2 separate regions of the Sus scrofa genome follow, and region 1 is linked to region 2. Evidence: chromatin contacts called from public Hi-C data. All regions are on one chromosome and are shown on one strand. The core of a region is the stretch at or near the end of the contact, and the rest is flanking DNA. Distances in the headings are between cores, read along the strand shown.

Evidence for each region. A called contact is a pair of places that touch in the nucleus more often than the background predicts.
Region 1: a Hi-C map of liver shows a contact between it and region 2, with 2.8 times the contacts expected there. The contact joins two enhancer-like sites. A contact is called at or near these places in 15 of 47 Hi-C or Micro-C datasets (adipocytes, brain, embryonic fibroblasts and 9 more) and 1 of 2 datasets of contacts at active chromatin or transcription factors (skeletal muscle).

Annotation. Positions count from the first base shown.
Region 1 is chr9:49,186,226-49,191,992 of Sscrofa11.1, reverse strand. The region is part of intron 4 of LOC102164776; the gene reads left to right. Among named protein-coding and RNA genes, the nearest start is that of MIR100, 31 kb to the right of the region's middle. Within about 2 kb of position 1,977, at least 4 of the 83 cell types and tissues checked have an H3K27ac peak or open chromatin away from gene starts, as enhancers often do. A contact at or near this core is called in liver, where this site is marked.
Region 2 is chr9:49,111,717-49,117,254 of Sscrofa11.1, reverse strand. LOC106504205 (a long non-coding RNA gene) reads left to right here. Exons shown (of 2, transcript XR_002335697.1): 1 at 1-5,538. Among named protein-coding and RNA genes, the nearest start is that of MIR125B-1, 5.0 kb to the right of the region's middle. Within about 2 kb of position 1,899, at least 11 of the 83 cell types and tissues checked have an H3K27ac peak or open chromatin away from gene starts, as enhancers often do. A contact at or near this core is called in liver, where this site is marked.

The DNA.
Region 1 (5,767 bases), core at 728-3,227, 75 kb before region 2:
GCCACTTTCTCATTAATCTGAGGCAGAATACCCAGAAAGAGTATTTCGTAAATGTTAGTGTTGGGTCCTGGATGACTTAGGAGTTTATTGCATTTATTAGTGAAGATGATCTGTATTTTAATGTTGCTTTTTTTTTTTTTTTTTTTTAATCGTGGAGTTCCCATTGTGGCTCAGTAGGTTAAGAACCTGACTAGTATCCATGAGGTTTCCAGTTCAATCCCTGGCCTTGCTCACTGTGTTAAGGATCTAATGTTGCTGCAAGATGCAGCATCGGTCACAGATGCGGCTTGTATCCAGCGTTGCTATGGCGTAGGCCGGCAGCTGCAGCTCCTATTCAACCCCTAGCCCAGGAACTTCCATATGCCGCAGATGCAGCCATAAAAAAAGTTTTAGAAAAAGACATTGTAAACTTGAAAATGAACAATACTGATGATTTCTCTGATTTCGTTTTCTTAATATCTCTTCAGCCAAAATGCCCACCACTAAGTAGGCATCAGAATCACCCAGAGGACTTGTTAAATCATGGACAGCTGAATACTATCTTCAGCATTTCTAATGAAGTAGATTTGGGTGGGATGGGTCCCAAGAATTCCCAATTATGACAAGTTTCCTGGTGTTGCTAAAGCTGCGGGTCCAAGGACCACACACTGAGAACACTGTTACCTGATCTCCCTTACGATTGCCAAAGCGAGTAAAAATAAATATTCCGTGGGATTAGCATATACACACTGCTCCTCTTTTTTGAGACTACTTTAATAAAATGAGACTTAGCTAAGCCATCAATGGCGCAAATCACAGACAGACCTCAAGGGTGTCTGTATAGCGCTATGATGAATACTGGGGGAAGGAAAGTCATAAAGAAGAATGAAATAATGCCATTTATAGCAACACGGATGGACCTAGAGATTACCATACTAAGTGAAGCCAGTCAGATAAAGACAAATATCATGTATATCACATACACATGGAATCTAATAAAGATGATACAAAAAAGAACTTATTTACAAAACAGAAGCAGACTCACAGATTTTTGAAATCAAACTTAGTTACCAAAGGGGAAAGGATGAATTAGTTTGGGATTAACATATACACACTACTGTGTATAAAACAGACAATCTACAAGGACCTACTGTATAGTGCAGGACAATCTACACAATATTTTACAATAACCTATATGGGAAAAGAATCTGAGGAAGAATGGATATATGTATAAGTGATTCACTTTGCTATAACCCCAAAATTGACACATTGTTAAGCCAACTATAATCCAATAAAATTAAAAGAAAGAAAGCCAGATAGTTCTTTAAAAAGTTAAACTTCCAGCGCCTTCTTGACTTTGTAGAACACATGACTGTGGCCTTTTCCAAACTCCTCCTCATGTCCTCTGTATACTGACTGAATCTTTAAAAGCAATAGAAGATATGTTTCCATTTTTTTCCCCAGGGTGTGATTTTTGGTTCCATATTCTCTTTCCCAGAAAATGGACCACATATTCAAGTGTCTTCTCCTCTTGCTTTAGGGAATAATTGGATCATAGACAATAATTCTGTATCAGGCCTTTTTAAGTTGAGCCCTTATTTCCTATAAGCACAAAGTTATCAATTCATTTTTTTCCCCCGGAAGCCTATTTCATTCAATTTAATATAATTCTACACACATTGAGTGACTTCATATGCCAAGCATTATTCTAGGCCTTTAGGGAAAGACATGACCCAGATATACTCAAATTCCTGCCCTCGCAGAGCCTACATTCTAGCAGAGACAGTAAACATAATACATGAAGCAATATGTTATATTCCTTGTAGTAGATGCTGTGGAAAGGAGGAAAATAAAGCAGGGTAATGAGGTTCACAACTTTAGGGGCCTGCAGGGGAGGGTTTTGTTTGTTCTTGCAATTGTAAATAAGGCTGCTGTTTGAGCAGAGACCTGAGACAGATAGGGCTTTAAGCATGTATCAGGAGGTGTGTCACAGGCAGAGAGGACAGCCTGTGCAAAGGCCAAAGGGCAGGAACATGCCTCGTGTATTTAAAGAGCAAAGAGGACAATAGGACCGCAGCAAAATGTGTGAAAGGGGGAGGAGTAGTATATTGGAGAGGCACATAGAGGCAAGATCAAGACCGTGTCAACCTCAGAAGGGATTGGTTTTATTCTTTGTTGACCGTGTCAACCAAAGAAGGGATTGGTTTTATTCTTTTTTGCTTTTTAGGGCTGCACCTGCAGCATATGGAAGTTCCCAGGCTAGGGGTTGAATCGGAGCTGCAGCTGCCAGCCTACACCACAGCCACAGCAACACAGGATTCAAGCCATGTCTGCAGTCTACACCATGGTTCATAGCAACACTGGATCCTTAACCCACTGAGCAAAGCCAGGGATTGAACCTGCATCCTCAGAGATTGTAGCTGGGGTCAAAACCACTGAGCCACAATGGGAACTATAAGAGAATGGTTTTAATCTGAGTGAAATGGGAGTTATGGCAAAATATTGGCTTTCTAAAAAAAAATACCTCTTTGGATGTTGTGTTTAGAATATACTGAGTAGGGCCAGGACAGAAGTTAAGAGGCTAGTTTGAGATTGTGCTGGTAGCCCAAGCAAGTGATGATGTAGTTTGGACCATGGGTTGATCAGTAGAGGTGGTGAGAAGTAGTTCAGTGCTGCATATACCTTGAAAGTAAAGTTCAATAGGAGTTCATGATAGATTGGATAAAGAATGCTAAAGAAAAAGGACTCAAGGTTTTGGTGTGAGAAGCTACAAAGATGAGATTGCTGTCGTTTGAGATGTGAAAGGCTATAGGAAGAGTAAGCTTGTGAGGAATATTGGACATACCGAGTTTGAGATGACTGTTAGACCCTTGATGGGAGATGTAGGGTCATTGCTGATCATCCATAGGTAGGACTTATGAGAATCTGTTGGATATATCTGAGCCTAAAAGATGGTGTCATCAGCATATGGATAGTGAAAGTTGTAAGGCTGAAGGAGATGATCAAGTGAGTAAGTTTGGATAAAGTAGAAAGAGAAACTGAACTCAACCCTGGGGGTTTCCAGCACTAAGAGGTCAAGAAGTAGAGGAAACTGTCAAGGAGAGGCCAAGACGGAGTGACCATCCAAGTAGGAGAAAAACTAGGAGGGTGCAGTGTCTTCAGAACCCAGAAACAGGAGTTCCCATTGTGGCTCAGCAGGTTTAGGCCCCCACCTAGTACCATCAATGTGGCTTTAGTGGGTTAAGGATCCAGTGTTACTACAGACTGCAGGGTAGGTCACAGAATCAGCTCAGGTCCTGCATTGCTGTGGCTGTGTGTAGGCTGGCAGCTGTAGCTTGGATTCATCCCCTAGCCTGGGAACTTCCATATGCTGCATGTGCGGCCCTAAAAAGAAAAAAAAAAAAAGATTTTAACCAAAAAAAAGAAAAAAAAATTAAAACCCTCAAGAGTCAGATGGGAAGGGGAAAATAGTGTCAAATGCTGCTGATTGATTAAGAGGAAAACTGAAAATTTTCTATTGAATTTCACAACTAGAGATCATTGGTAACTCTAATAAGAATATATCTGGGGGGTGGTCGATGGTTAAAGTCTGATCAGAATAGCTTAAGATAGAATGATAGTAGAAGAAAGAGCGAGGAAAGACAACTCTCGAAGTTTCTGCAAAAGGAAGCAAAGAAATGAGAAGGAAACAGGTGACAAAACTGGGGTCCCGGTAAGCGTGTGTTGGCAGTGGTGGTGTTTGTGTTTGTCTGGGGTTCGAGAAATAGCAATAGGGTTGTCTGCTGATGGACGTGATCCAGTCAAGAGGGACAGGCAGATTAATGTTTTAGGAAGGATAGGGAAGATCCCACAAGCAATTTCATTGGGTCAGCAAATAGTGACAACATCTAGTATCCAGGTGGAGTTTTGGCATCAGGGAAATCAGATATTTTCCTTTATAGGAACAGGCGTGTTTGGGGTGGTAATGCCGCTGGGGATCGTAAGTGTAGCTTTGAGACCCTTTGTAAAATCCCTTTTGATTGTTTCAGTTTTCTCCGTGAGGGAAGCACCAACATTATCTCATCAAATATCAAAAATGATGCAGAAGAAAACAAAGCCCACATATATGTGTCTATATTTATTCAGAAACTAAAACAAAACCAAACACAATCTGAAAAGCATGCAGTAAATGTTTCATTTGAGGAGTTTTTCTAAATGAACTGAATTGACTGAGGTTTTTGAATAGAGATGTCATGTCTTTTCAAGTCGGGACGCTCCCTGGAAAATGCCTCTGTGGCAAGCACAGTCATTCTTTGTTGCTCTAGTAGCCTTCATGTTTATTAAAATTAGGGGTATTTGTATCGAAATTTTATTTGCCAATTCAATGTGCGTGAATGTCTATGGCATTTTTTTCAGTTGGTGAATGTGGGTAGAGTATTTCCATGAGAACTCTTCTCCGGTCATCTCTTGCTCTTCGACAGTACGGCTGATCTCTACCACCTTGTCAGAGTGGTCATTTTGACACTTTGTAGATACTGGCTACAGTTCTTAAGCAGCTTTCAGTAGGAGTTCTTGCCATTTTTATTTATGATTAGGTCATACACTCCATCAGAGATTGGAAACACCTATATGATTAAAAAAAGAGAGACAATCCAGTTGTGGCTCAGCAGTAATGAACCTGACTAGTATCCATGAGGATGCAGGTTCGATCCCTGGCCTCGCCAGTGGGCTAAAGATCTGGGGTTGCCATGAGCTGTGGTGTAGGTCATAGACGCAGGTTGAATCTGGCATTGCTGTGACTGTGGTGTAAGCTGGCAACTTCAGCTCTGATTTGACCCCTAGCCTGGGAACTTCCATATGCCCCAGGGGCAGCCCTAAAAAAAGAAAAGAAAAGGGGGGAGAGAGATAATGGGCCCCTTTAATCTCAACTCTGTTTCCTCTCAGGGGTAAAATAAAAATGTCACTTTCTAGAGGATTGAAACTGAATTTTTGTTTTTTGCTTGAATAAAGTTTGAAAAACTTAATTCAGAAGGTGTTCCATAATATTTCTCAATGATGAAAAATACATAAGATGGATGGTTATTGGGGTTCTTCATATTGGTGAGTAAGTGTGTTTAAAGCAAAAGAAAAATAACCATAATATTGAACTCATAGGGTTGTAGGGAAAATGAAATGAGATTGCCCATGTTAAGTGTTTATTATAGTAAACAGACCATGGTCCGTATCCAGTAAATTATTCTAGTAGGTATAAGGTGACGGGGTTCACAAGATACAAAAGGTACAACAGAATTGTCAACATTAGAGGATTATTCTTATTTATGGTTTTTCTTCTTGCAGGGGAAGGAGGGGAGAGGGTGGCAGAAGGTTCTGATAGCCCAACGTTGCTTTCTTGGAGAACTGTCAGTTAGCAGTAGACAATGTTGGGGCCCAGTAAACAAGAAACAACCATTCAGCTCTTATGTGCCGGGCACTATAGTAAGCATCTAATGTATACACTTTGGACCTTATGATCGACGTGCACAGTATGTTGTATTAACCCGATTGTATGGATGAAGGGACTGGGGAGAAATTACTACAGTGGGGAAACTCCACAAAATTTTAGGTAAATTAAGTCTGACCCCCGCCCCGCCATCTACAGATTTGCTCACAAAAAGAGTGAAATCCTCTCCAAGATCTCGATGCCCCAGACTTCCTGTACAAGTTATTGAATAGCTCCTCTAAATCCAACTCAGATTCAAATGCATGTTGTTGGCTTGGTCAGGAACAAGGAGGCACCTTACTTAAGCTGTCTGTCATGGGATTCAGACAT
Region 2 (5,538 bases), core at 650-3,149:
CTCCAGCCTAGTGAAGACCATCCCATATTTGGGACCGAATTCAGTGGTGGTGTCTAAGCTCAGGACATGCATGTCAAAGGACAGATTGCATGCCATCCTATTCCCCTTGCCTCGGATGAGGACCAGCATAGAAGCTGGCCCACCTGGGACACCACTTCTACCTACTTCACTAGTCTTTCCTGAGGCAAAAGAAGGAATTATCTTTTTATTAGAAGATGTTATGAAACCCTGGAGCCTTTAGGTCAAATGGTCGTGGACTACTTCTAGCTTCTCAACCTCCTTTTCTGAAATGAGGGCATCTGAGCTGGGTTGCTTATCTCAGATCTGGACTTTCCCATACCCTCTAGAGTGTAAGAGCCCTCTCTCCCTGCACATAGCTCAGAACAGTTCATGGCCATGTTACCCTGGATATGTAATCACTTGATGTTACCTCCTAATCCCCAGAGCAGTGAGATTTCAGAGTTCTTCTGGCTTCAAACAGAAATGAAACACCTTTGGAACTCTTAGAATGGACAAAACAAACCAATTGGCTATTTTTCAGAAACACAAAACATGAGTATAGGTGGGACCTTCACCCGGTATAGTCATGGACAATGGGCTGCAATTGACCATTTATTAAATGCTACTTTTATGTGGCATTTTACTGAGTATTATTTCAAGGGTTATTTTGACATGAATCCCACTCTCTCCAAAAGTTACTATCAAGATCCCACTTACATTAGTGTAAAAGTTAATTTCAAATCTCCTTGGTGAGCTCCTGCCATGTGCCAGGCGCTGTGCTGGGTACTGGGAATAGAAAAGTTACCACAACAAAGCCTTTGTCTTCATTCGCCTTAGAGTTTGGAGGTGGAGACAGCATAATATTTAATTAGGGCCAGTACCACAGCATCTTCTATCCTCTCACTAAGGAAGTCACACCACTTACTATAAGGCCTGACATATCGTCAAGGACTCAGTAAATATTTATTGGATAAAATGAATTTAGGTGAAAAAAAGGAATAAATGCTGAGCGAAAGTATAGGGTGCTATGCAAAATACAAAGAAGGAGAAACTTGACTAGTTGGCGAGGACTCACTACAGAAAGTATCGTTTACACTGAGCCAAGCAATGAAAGAAAAGAATGATGAAAACACCAGGCTTATGGTGTCAGACCTACATTCAAATCCTAGCTGTGTCACTCATGAGCCTGGCAAGTCTAGCTACTCCAAACCTCATTCTTTGCATCCATAAAATACTGAGGGCCGCAGTATTAGTATTAGGGCCACACCCGAGGCATATGGAGGTTCCCAGGCTAGGGATCTAATTGGAGCTGTAGCTGCCAGCCTACACCACAGCCACAGCAATGTGGGATCTGAGCTGTGACCTATACACCACAGCTCATGGCAATGTCGGATCCTTAACCCACTGAGCAAGGCCAGGCATCAAACCCTTGTCCTCATGGATACAAGTCAGGTTCATTAACACTTGAGCCACAACAGGAACTCCTGGCTTCAGCTCTTTTTAGGTGCGTTTTCAGGAAGTGCCCTGCGATGACCAGGATCGCTGGCTGTGTAAACGTGGATAGAAAAGGGTGGTACTGGGGGAGACACCAGCGGCAGCTTTTGAATTTTCAATCCAAGACATGAGATAGGACTATATTTTGATATGGAAAAAAAATGTCCAATGAGAGGGCCCCCCAAAAAGGACATGGTGGTGGCCAGAGGAGAGAGAAACTAGGACATAAAAAGATTTTAGGCACAAAACTTGAGGGCAGAGAGAACTAGAGGTGTTTAAAAAACAATGATGGGGGAGGGAAAGCCATTGATTGGGCCTTTGAAACCCCGCCAAGAACCAAGAGCTGGGGCAGTGGCAGAGGGGAAGGCCAGGTAGGGCAATTCAAGCGGAAATCTGGCTCCCTCCAGCTCAGCATGGAGCAGGCCTAGAGAATTTGCTGCAGTGGGAGGTGGGGCCAGTCTGGCACAGTCTGTGGGTTTGAAAGGAGCTGGGCGGGTTGGAGAATGCCAGTCAGCTTTTGTCGTTCTGAGCTCAGAGAGGGGGTGACAAATACTGGGCTTCAGGTCAGAAGCCTGGCTTGGGTGGCTTTTGGAGAAAATTTCCCTCTGCTCCCAAACTCTGAACATGCAGTCCTCACACCACAGGCCTCCGATCACAGCTTCAGCACCTGTCTCAGAGGCCATTCTCCAGGAAGGGTTTCAGCAGTGGTACCTATTGGCTGTCTTACGGCGCCCCTTTCCTTTCCTATGCCCTAGAGACCATGAACTGGGCTGAGTACAGCATCTTTGCATACCTTCCCTCACCACCCCCCATGCTTCACATCTCCCAGACTCCTGGGGTTAATCCCCAAGACAACCTTGCTTTGAAAGAAAAAATGTGGTGAGCCTACTTGAAGATTTGGAGCCCAGAAGTCTCTTGTCTGTCCTGCCTCAGCCAGACCCCAGACACCAGGCTCAAGGAGGTGGACGTTCACAGAGAAAGCAGCAGTAAGTTCTTGCTGTTGTTTGTTTTCAAGGCTTGGTTGCTCTTCAGAATTAGAACCCCCGAAAGCATAGGTCTTTCTTTTTCTTTTTTTTTTTTTTTTCCTTTTCTTTCCCCTCTCTTTTTTTCCTCAGCAAAAATTTATAATATATCTCCTTCCCCTCCTGGGGGTGAGTCATAAAAGCAATTGAATTAGAAAGCACTCCTTCGTCGCCTCTCATAGCCTGCGTTAAAGATATCTGAAGTTGATCTGTGTGCGCCTCTTCTCCACATGGTCATATTTGAACTGTGTCTGCATTTGTGAAAATAAATTGTACTGATGGTGGTTCTCCAGAATAAACACTAAATAACTGGCTGATTGATTGTAATTATGATGAATTTGTCCCAGGACTGGCAGGGACGTCTTCGTTGGGGAGTTTTGTGCCTATTTGCTGCTCATCAAAGGCAAGGATAGACAGACTTCGGAACAAGGGTGTGGTCTCGCTGATTCAGCTTCCTTCCCAGCCCATCTCGACTCCCGCCTTCTGCTCCTCCTCCTCTCACCCCACTCCTCTGATCCATCCTGAGGCGGCTGTCAGGGCAACAGCATCTACCTGTCTTTTTTCTCACTGCCTGTGTTAGACTCGGTCAGGTCAGAGACCACTCCCCGTAATCAAACTCATCACATTTGTGATCTCAGCATATTTTCCATCCAATCAAAATCTCCCTCAGCTTCCCCTACCCTGGGATTATTAGTCAACAAAGTAATAACAATAATAATACTGCATTTAGAAGCTCCTTAGCATATTTCATCTCTGAATGTCTTACAGATGTTAACTAGTTAATCTTCATGACACTCTATCCAGGAGCAGTAAATATTATTAACCATGATAGAACATATATATATATATATATATATATATATATATATATATATATATCTGCGCTAAGGACAGCAAAATAGTTCACTTATTTATCACGGCTCACTTGATATAGTAACTGGTATTTTTTAAACACCCATCATAGATACAATAATTAGAGATGTGCTTTTGTTAACAAAACCACTACCCACTTCTAGCGTACCCCTGGGTACTAAATAATTACCCACTTTGTGTGGTTATCTAGCTCACTAATTACCCACAGAAATTGGGGTCAGGTGTTAACTGCTTGAAATAAGTATCCTCCAAAGACATCGCTGAGTTGTATAGAGAAAATGATGTGTTCATAGCAAAACTTTTATAAGTTACATATTTGTATGTCTTAGTAAGCAGAGTGCATACAGATGGGGACAGACTAGCTTCGCATGTGAAAAATCATGCTGAGCCATTCTTGCCAATATATAAAGGTTTAGGAGGGTCTCTGGAAATTTCCTTCTCTGTCTACCTTTCCTCCTTGAAGATGAGTGCAATCTGATTCCCATAATCTGGACCTCATGTAGGAGTACGCTAAGACAATTGATGTTTCTCGTTAGGAATGATTCATTTTGGTGTTACAGGGAGGCACCCAGTGAGTCAAAGATTTTTTTTGACAGCTCCACCCTTTATGATTATTCTAGCATGTTTCTTTTTCTCCATCAGTCTAGTGCAAACACCCTATTAGCCAAATTTGAAAAAGATTCTAACCTAGTCTCTGGCCCCTGCCAACCATCTCTTTCTCCTTCCCAATAATGACAGAAAAGAAAAAGAAAAAAAAAAAAAGTATTACAGGAAACCCAACACTATGATTGTAGGTCTTTCTCTTTTTGCCTCAATTTGTTCTGCTTTCCTCTCTTCCCTCTCCCTTCTTCCTCTCTCTGCATCTCCTTCTCATTTGTGCTTTTTCTTCTCCTTTTCCTTGGCATCCAGCCCTGCTTCTGCAGGTCTCACAGTCAGAGACAAAGCACAATATCTGAGTTGAGCACAAAGAAGCTACCTTTAAAAACATCGACTTGGAAGAAACCTGTAACCTCAGCTCCCTCCCTCCTTCCCTCCCCCCTTGCTCTCTACAGAACTGCCGTTATATCTAACACGGTACAGCCTGTTGTTTGCATGATTCTAGCCACAAAAACCAAGTGCAGCTGGCAATATATCCACTGTTTGTAGATAGGTAGAGACCCTCATTTTCAAGAGATACCTGCCTTACAGGATCCTTGTGTAGCTGAGCGTTTAAAATGTGTGCCAGCAGAAATGATAGGAGATGCTCCCATAGTCAGTTTAGGATGTCTTTCATTTTTTCTCGTGCCACTTTTTGGTCATCTGAAGGATTCCTTATCATTTATTATGGGACTTTGGGCCAATCATTGAAATGTGTATGGATCTGATGGGCATTTGAGGAGAAATGCTTCAGGAATAAGGAAGATGTCTGCAGTAGAAGCGAAAGGCTAGGATGAGCTACGGTGACTGCTAAGTTCATTTCAAAATCCAAGGGAACATACGTGGTAATCAGTACACATGGCAGAGTCAACGCTCCAAACCCAGCCATTGCAAGGGACCAGAGTTTTAGCATTGTAGCCATCACATGCCTTAATAGCGTCTGTGTATTTTAAATACAGATTTGAATCACTGCTCTTTTATCCTTCTGAATGTCGGTATCAAAGAAGTGTTTAGGCATTGTTGACTTTCTGTCCATAAAGAAAACCCACCAAGATTTCCCAGATATGCATACATGTTTTTTAGATGCCCGTGGGATACCGACAGAACAATTAGGCAGAGAACTGCACTGTGCTTGCTCCTCTTTGCTCCCCCCCAACACACACCACCTTTTTTTTTTTTCCCTTTTAGAAAATGTGATACCTGATCTCTGGCTCTAGCAGGCTAAGGATTTTTTTGTATTTGTATAAGACAATGTCTGGCCTTCCCCCTAACCTGCTGGTGTATTTTTGGTCTCATTAGTAGTCAGGGAGAAGCCTTAGTGAAGCCTTAGTGCATCCGGTGCTGGGAGTCAGGGATAAGACACACGACAACAGAGAGAGGGAGCGGGCGAGAGGATATTAGAAGAGAGGCTTGTCTCCAAGATATGGAAGGAAGTGAGAAATGACAGGACCGCAAGCTTTGTATGGAGGAGCCGGTAGGGCGGGGGCGCCGAGAGGAGCGCGAAGTGGGTTCT